Regions from separate parts of the Gossypium hirsutum genome. Here region 2 is linked to region 1. A link is a contact called in public Hi-C data. All regions are on one chromosome and are shown on one strand. Each heading gives the region's core, a stretch centred on a gene start, on an enhancer-like site or on the middle of the called end of the contact. The rest is flanking DNA. Distances are from core to core; before and after follow the strand shown.

The links. Hi-C and Micro-C count contacts between places; a contact is called where the count stands out from the background.
Region 2: a contact with region 1 is called in a Hi-C map of leaf, with 2.7 times the contacts expected there. The contact joins the promoter of LOC121212704 here to the promoter of LOC107893789 in region 1. A contact is called at or near these places in 8 of 34 Hi-C or Micro-C datasets (callus, hypocotyl, leaf and 2 more).

What each region holds. Positions count from the first base shown.
Region 1 is chrA13:43,944,916-43,948,216 of Gossypium_hirsutum_v2.1, reverse strand. It overlaps LOC107893789 (kinesin-like protein KIN-7F), which reads left to right and starts at 1,822. Exons shown (of 15, transcript XM_041086018.1): 1 at 1,822-1,919; 2 at 2,785-2,893; 3 at 2,993-3,256. The coding sequence starts at 3,028.
Region 2 is chrA13:44,193,181-44,196,481 of Gossypium_hirsutum_v2.1, reverse strand. LOC121212704 (clathrin light chain 2) reads right to left here and starts at 1,776. Exons shown (of 3, transcript XM_041086021.1): 1 at 1,268-1,776; 2 at 916-1,069. The coding sequence starts at 1,596.

The DNA.
Region 1 (3,301 bases), core at 573-3,072:
TTCGCATTATCATAATTGGAAAGCATCGATCTTACCTCCGGATATATAGTATTGAGAATCCAGGATACAAGTATACAATGGATGGTAACCCAATCATCCTTCGAGCAAGGGAGAACAAGATCTATAATGGTACCGTCAAGAAATCCAAATTTGTGTCGAGAATACAAAGCAACAAGAATAAAAAAAGCCCAATCATCAAAATTATCGAGCTTTAATCGAATAGGAGTAATAAAGTCACCCGGTCAATCTTGAGGACCCAAGAAAAATGGAGAATTAGGTTCAATTTTAGGAGGTGGTGGTGGAAGAGGAGGAGGAGGAGGAGAAGTCTCGTCGCCAACCATTTAGAATGATAAAAAAAATAATTTGTATCAAAAACCTTGCTCAAATTCCATGACAAGAATAAGGTAATCTCTTGAATTTTATTGATTGACTTCAAGGGTACATATATATCTATACAGTCATAGTTACGTAGGAATCAAATTACTAAAAGATAATATCCCATAATAATATCCTATAATATCCTATTAGGATTCAATTTTCTAAAAGATAATATCCCATAATATCCTAACATGCATGGGAAAAAATCGACTAACAGAGAGGAAAAAGATTGATTTACAACGGCAAAAATTTTTGACAAATAAAGGCAAAAAAAAAAGTACAACAATTTAAAAGCATAGAAAGAACTAACCTTAATGGATGAAATCATCTTGCAAATGAATCTCCATAGTTGATTTTTGTAGATTCACATTGGCTTTTTTTTAGATTTACTTTGGACTTTAGGCTTTGGACTTTGAGGTGAAAGTGAAAATGGGAGAATGAAAGCTACTGATATATTAACACCCCTGTTAGGTTTGAGAGCATGTGGCAAAGGGAGTAATTTTTGAGTAAGCATGGTTAGATATGTCATTCCACATATCTCATTCCCATTCAACCGTGAAAAATGTTGCCCATCCCAGCGTTTTTTGTTTTGGAAGTTTTAGCTCAACAAGCTCTTGCAAACCTTCATTCACCAAACATTACAATTAGAGGGTTTGATTATTCAATCCTCTATTTGTGCCCTAACAACTAAAAAATCCAAAACTCTACCGAACAGCCCAAAAGGAATTTTGACATTAGTCTAATTCACCACCTTAGTCCTTTTATTGCTCAAACTTTTAAAATTAATCTTTATGCTTTTTTAATAAGGGTACAAGGTATAGGTTGTTTAAGAATTGAACTCGAGATCATTGTCAATTAAAGACTTGTGCACAAATATTTTATTATTTCACATGTGGTTTAATTGACTTGTCCTTATGTTTTTAATTTAATAAATTTAGTCCTCTACTTGTTTGATTTAAAAACTAAAGTTCAATTGACAATACTATTAATTATTTTTCTTCAAATTTGAAAATGTGTTATTGATTTTGCTTTAAATTTTAAATCATGCCCTTAATTTTAGAATAACACATATTTAAATTTAACTAAATTTCATTAAAAATGTTATCAATTGGATTTTAATTTTTAAATCAAATAAGTACACGGACTAAATTTGTATAGTTAAAAATAGAAAGCCTAAATTTCAAATATTCAGAGAGTATAGGGACTGAGAGCATAATTAAACCTTTGATGTTTAACAATATAGCGGTCGATTGAACGGTGCATCGCGATGGAAAGTTACATTTACTGACAAGAAAACTTAAAGACCACGTGGCGCGACACAAGCTCATATAAAAAAGCAAGGGTAAAACAGTAATTGATCAAGGAAGAGAAAATTTTCAAAAGACGCTCCCCTTCCCGATCCTGCTGTCCCATTTTTACCCTTGGTTTAAATTAAAATTCTCCATTGTATCCTTTCGTTTTTTCAACTTTATTCGACGCGTAAAGTCATAGCACCTTCGATTTCGCTTCTTCAGTGTTTCTTTTTTGCTCTTCCAAGTCACGTATCTTCTCTTCCCCTTCGATGAATTTTTAGTTTTAAATTTAAATTCATTAAAATTCGACAAGTGGATAGATTTTGTTTTCGTATGTAAGACTGTTGTTTTTTTGGGGGGTGATTTTGATTTCTGAATTTAGAAATTGACCGTTTAAAGAAATCGTTACTACTTAATACTGCTAGCGTTTTAAAAAAAAATCCAGAAAATTTTGGATTCTTACGTTATTCGAATCAAAATCTATTGTTTTTCATTTTTAAACAAGTTTTTAGATTTTATTCGGTTAGGATTTTGCAGAGCTCGAGTTTCGAGGTGGAAAGTATACGGTTATGGAATCAGATCAGAGAGCATAATGGAGGGAAAACGACACTGTTTTGGTACTAAAGTTGATACTAGTTCTTTTAAACTGAACCGCCATTTTCGTTTCGAGGGAAAAGAAAACAAAACAAGCAGAAATGAGAAAATGAGTAAAACTTTTTATTATTATTAATTTATGAGTATAAACTATAAAGTTGAAGATTTTCGTTGCTTGACTATTAAGCATAGTTGGTGACCACTAGGGAAAGTTTTCTGCTCTTTCAAGAATTAAAAATTAAAATTTGAGTGTTTTTTTTGGGGGGGGGGTTAGGAAGGGATCTTTTCATCTTAACTACCAGTTCTCATTGACATTTGATTTTGTTTTTTAAAAATGGTTAATTTAAGTGATGTTTAACCTTAAAAGTAGAATATAAGAAGCAAATCATTTTCATGTTGGTTGGATAAAGTCTATAATTAGCTCGCTGTTGCTGATATAATCAGTAATTAGTCTTTATACTCATGGATCGTTTTCTATAGTTAGTTGGATTTTATAATCATGATTAGCTTCTTTTTGCAGATAGGCTTATGGTTGTGAAAGGATTGGCCTGAGCTTTAATATATATTTAGCAACCCCAACAACCTTGCTGTTAACTTGTAAACTCTCTTGCATTTTTAGGAAAGCAAGGGTGAGTACGATGTGTGTTTGATCTATCGAGTTTGATTTTTTGTCCTCTTTTTGAGAACCTGCAAATTCATGGCTCTTTTTTTCACTTAACGCCTAGTAGGGTGAGTAACAAGAAAAGTGGAGTAGGAAAAAAAAATGGGGGCAATTGGTGGGGAGGAGTTAAAGCAGGTGGAGAAAGAACAGAAGGCGCAAACGGCAGGTGCTCGTGAGGAGAGGATTCTTGTTGTGGTGAGGTTGAGGCCTTTGAGTGACAAGGAAATTATAGCAAATGAAGTTGCTGATTGGGAATGCATCAATGATAACACTATCCTATATCGGAACACCCTCCGGGAAGGGTCCACATTCCCGTCTGCCTATACATTTGGTAAGCAAACTCTTCCATTTTCGGGGCCAAACCATTTTTTATTCC
Region 2 (3,301 bases), core at 527-3,026, 250 kb before region 1:
TATGAAACATAAATTTGAGTCATCTCATTGGATACTTACATCAGAAAGAGCAACATACTATGACGAGTCAACCACCAAGAGGATTCAATTACACAAAAAGCTTCAAATCAGTTCCAACAGGTCAACTTTTGGACAACACTGACATACATATACACACTCCCATTAACTTCAGAACCAGCTCAGTTACCAGTTACATTCAACGCAGACCAACACCATATATTTTAGTTATTACCTTTATTTTCTTAAGAATTGAAGTTCATGAACCAAAAACAAACAAAATAATTAAATAATCCCCATTAGTCTTTCTCCACATAATTGAACATACCTATGAAAACACTAAGCCTTGAGAGAGGAGAAATAAAATCCCAAAAATAAAAAATTGGAGTAGAAAAATTTTAAAAATATAGTATGCTTGATAAAAAGATAAAAAATAACCAAAAAATTAATAATTTTATTTCCATTCAATTCATTACTCCATAAAATTTAAAAAGTGAGGAAAAAAGACTTAATTCATAATTTGAACTAATTTAAAATTCCCTGATTTACTCTCTTAACATTCAAATTAATTTTTTTATACGTTAGCATGACAAATAATTATGTTTCTTTGTTTTCCTTTTTCTCACTTGCACACTTAATGAGGAATGGGCTCACTCTAGTGGACTTCTCCTACATTTCCACTTCATCTTTGCTTTTTATTTTTTCACTCAACTAAGAAAACGCTAAACCTCGAAAAAGAAGCAAGGACTGATTACACTTACATGACACTATTAGTAAATCCAAGTTCCTAACCCTTCAATCACAAAATTTTGCAGTTTGACATACCATAATTACAACACCAAAATTTCATAATGTGAAATTGATGGGCAGAACATACAGTACATTCAATGGAGTTAAGAATTTTGATTGATGTATCACCTTCTCCTTGTCTTTGTTGGAGGCTTTTTTATTTTCAACAGCTATACTTATCTTCCTGTAGAATTCAACTTTGTACTCCTCTGCTTCCTTTATTATTTGCTCCAACGTCTCTTTCTCTTTCTTTTCCTTCTCCTCCAGTCGAATCACGTTCTGCCTGCCAATCCATAAATCCAATCTCATCAACAACTCAACGTTAAAGCTAACTTTATCATCTTCATAAAAATAATCAATTATATAATTAATAAAAAAAGAGCCTTCCATATTTATTAATCATACACAATTTAGCTGGATAGTTTTAAAAGTTTGAACAATCAAATGAATGGAAATGAAGTTCAACTAGTGGTAAACTTACCTGCGCCACTCTCTCAAACCAGAGCCTTCTTCTGGCCCCATCTCAGCAGGCGGTGGCAAGATTGGCCCATCCGATCCTCCGAACTCTCCGTTCAATCCTTTTCCGTTCTGCTCCGATGAGAAAGCAGAGTTTCCACCACCGCTACTGTAGATCGGAGGTGTTTCAGGTATCGATTGAGATGAGAAGACATCATCTCCGGTACCATCGGAGAACATCGGAAGGGAATCAGCTACTGAGTCCTTAACCGAGTGGGCGTCGAAGGACTGGAGCTGGTGGGAAGCGAGGCGAGGGTCGTAGCCTAAGTAGCCATCGTCATCAAAAGACGACATCGATTTTGAAGGGTTTCCTTGTCCCGACCCTACCCTACGTGATTGCTGCCGTTTCAGTAAATCACTCTGTATGTGCTTCTAGTTCCTCTGTGCGGTCTCCTAAGAAAGGCATTCTCGAACCAAAAAAGTAACTGGCAGAGAATTGACAGATGGCAGCCAATAAATGGATGCAATCTAAAATTTTTAATAAGAGACCCGATGCGGCGTATTTAATTACTCTGTTACAGAAAGTTTGAAATAAATTTGTGATTTTAAGTTATTTTTATATTTTTCGTATTTCTAATTGAATTTAAATTTTAGAATTTTATCTTCATTTAAAATTTTGAATTTAGATTTTAATTATTAGGTAGATGGTAGGAATGAAATGTATATATTATGGATAAATTATTGAGAATAAAAAAAATTAAAAATATAGATTTATTAAATTTATAAATATTGTGGGCAATGTTTGAGAATTGAAATTTGAATTTGGATTTCAAAATTTTGATTTTTAAATTTTGAATTTTATGATTTTTTTTAAATTTTTTGTTTGAGAATTAAAATATTTGAATTTCAATATTTTGAATTAATCTAAAATTAGTGTTTGGATAATTCTAATTTAGATTTGGATTTTAATTAATTCTAAATTTTAAAAATATTTTTTTAGAAAATAATTATTTAGGAGGATTTTTCAACATTGTTATTTGAACTGAATTGGACCGGTTCGTCAGATTGGGAACTAGTCAAGGTACTAGTATAAACATTAGATTGATTAACTCGAGAAATAATACAGATCGGTTGATTAGGTGGTTGAACCAAAATATTTTTATTTTTAATATTTTTATTTTTATGATTTTTTAATGATTTATTTATTAGCATTGAACGGATCAATCAAACCGATCGAACCAGTTGGACTAGAAAATCAATAGTCTAATCAGTTTGATGACAAGTTTTGTTCTGAATACTTTAATTTTGAATAAAAAAATTCTTTTCCACTTTGTATGAACAATATAGGAGAAGATTGATTGTTTCTATATATTCTTTCAAATAAGTTTTTTTTTTGAATCATTCATTGGCCAACAAAATGTAACTTCCTATTTTAATATTTTTTTATAGTTTTTTAGGTTAAAATATTAAATAGAACTCTCAAGTCATTTATACTTTGTTTACACTTGAATAAAATCATATTGTAATACCCCTTACCCGACCTGGTCATGGGACCCAAGTTTTATAAAGTTACAACAATCACCGAAATACACACACAAATATGTAACACCCCCACCCGGTTCGATCGTCAAATCCGGGCGAAAAGATGCTATGACAAATTTTAGAATAGTTATTTGTAATTCCTAATAAAAAAATTCAATTAAACATCAATTGATTACATACATTCACATTAAATTATTCTTTGCAAACCGAATCGAGTTTAAATTGAGCTTGCGAAAGCTCTAGAATTGTAACTCCCCTCACTCGTCTTCATCACTTGATTAAGGTTACAGAATGCTATAGTAAATAACATAACAGAATCATGATATTTCATTTCAAAATTTATTTAAACAATCATTAATAATCAAACATTCATTCAAAACATGTTATTCATATCAATCGGGATTAAATCGAGCTTAAGAAAGGTTTAAAAAAATTCAAAACTAAGCAAGGACTAATTTGAAACATTTCAGAAAAAAGTGATAAAAATGCAAAACAGGGGTTACACAGCCGTGTGGCC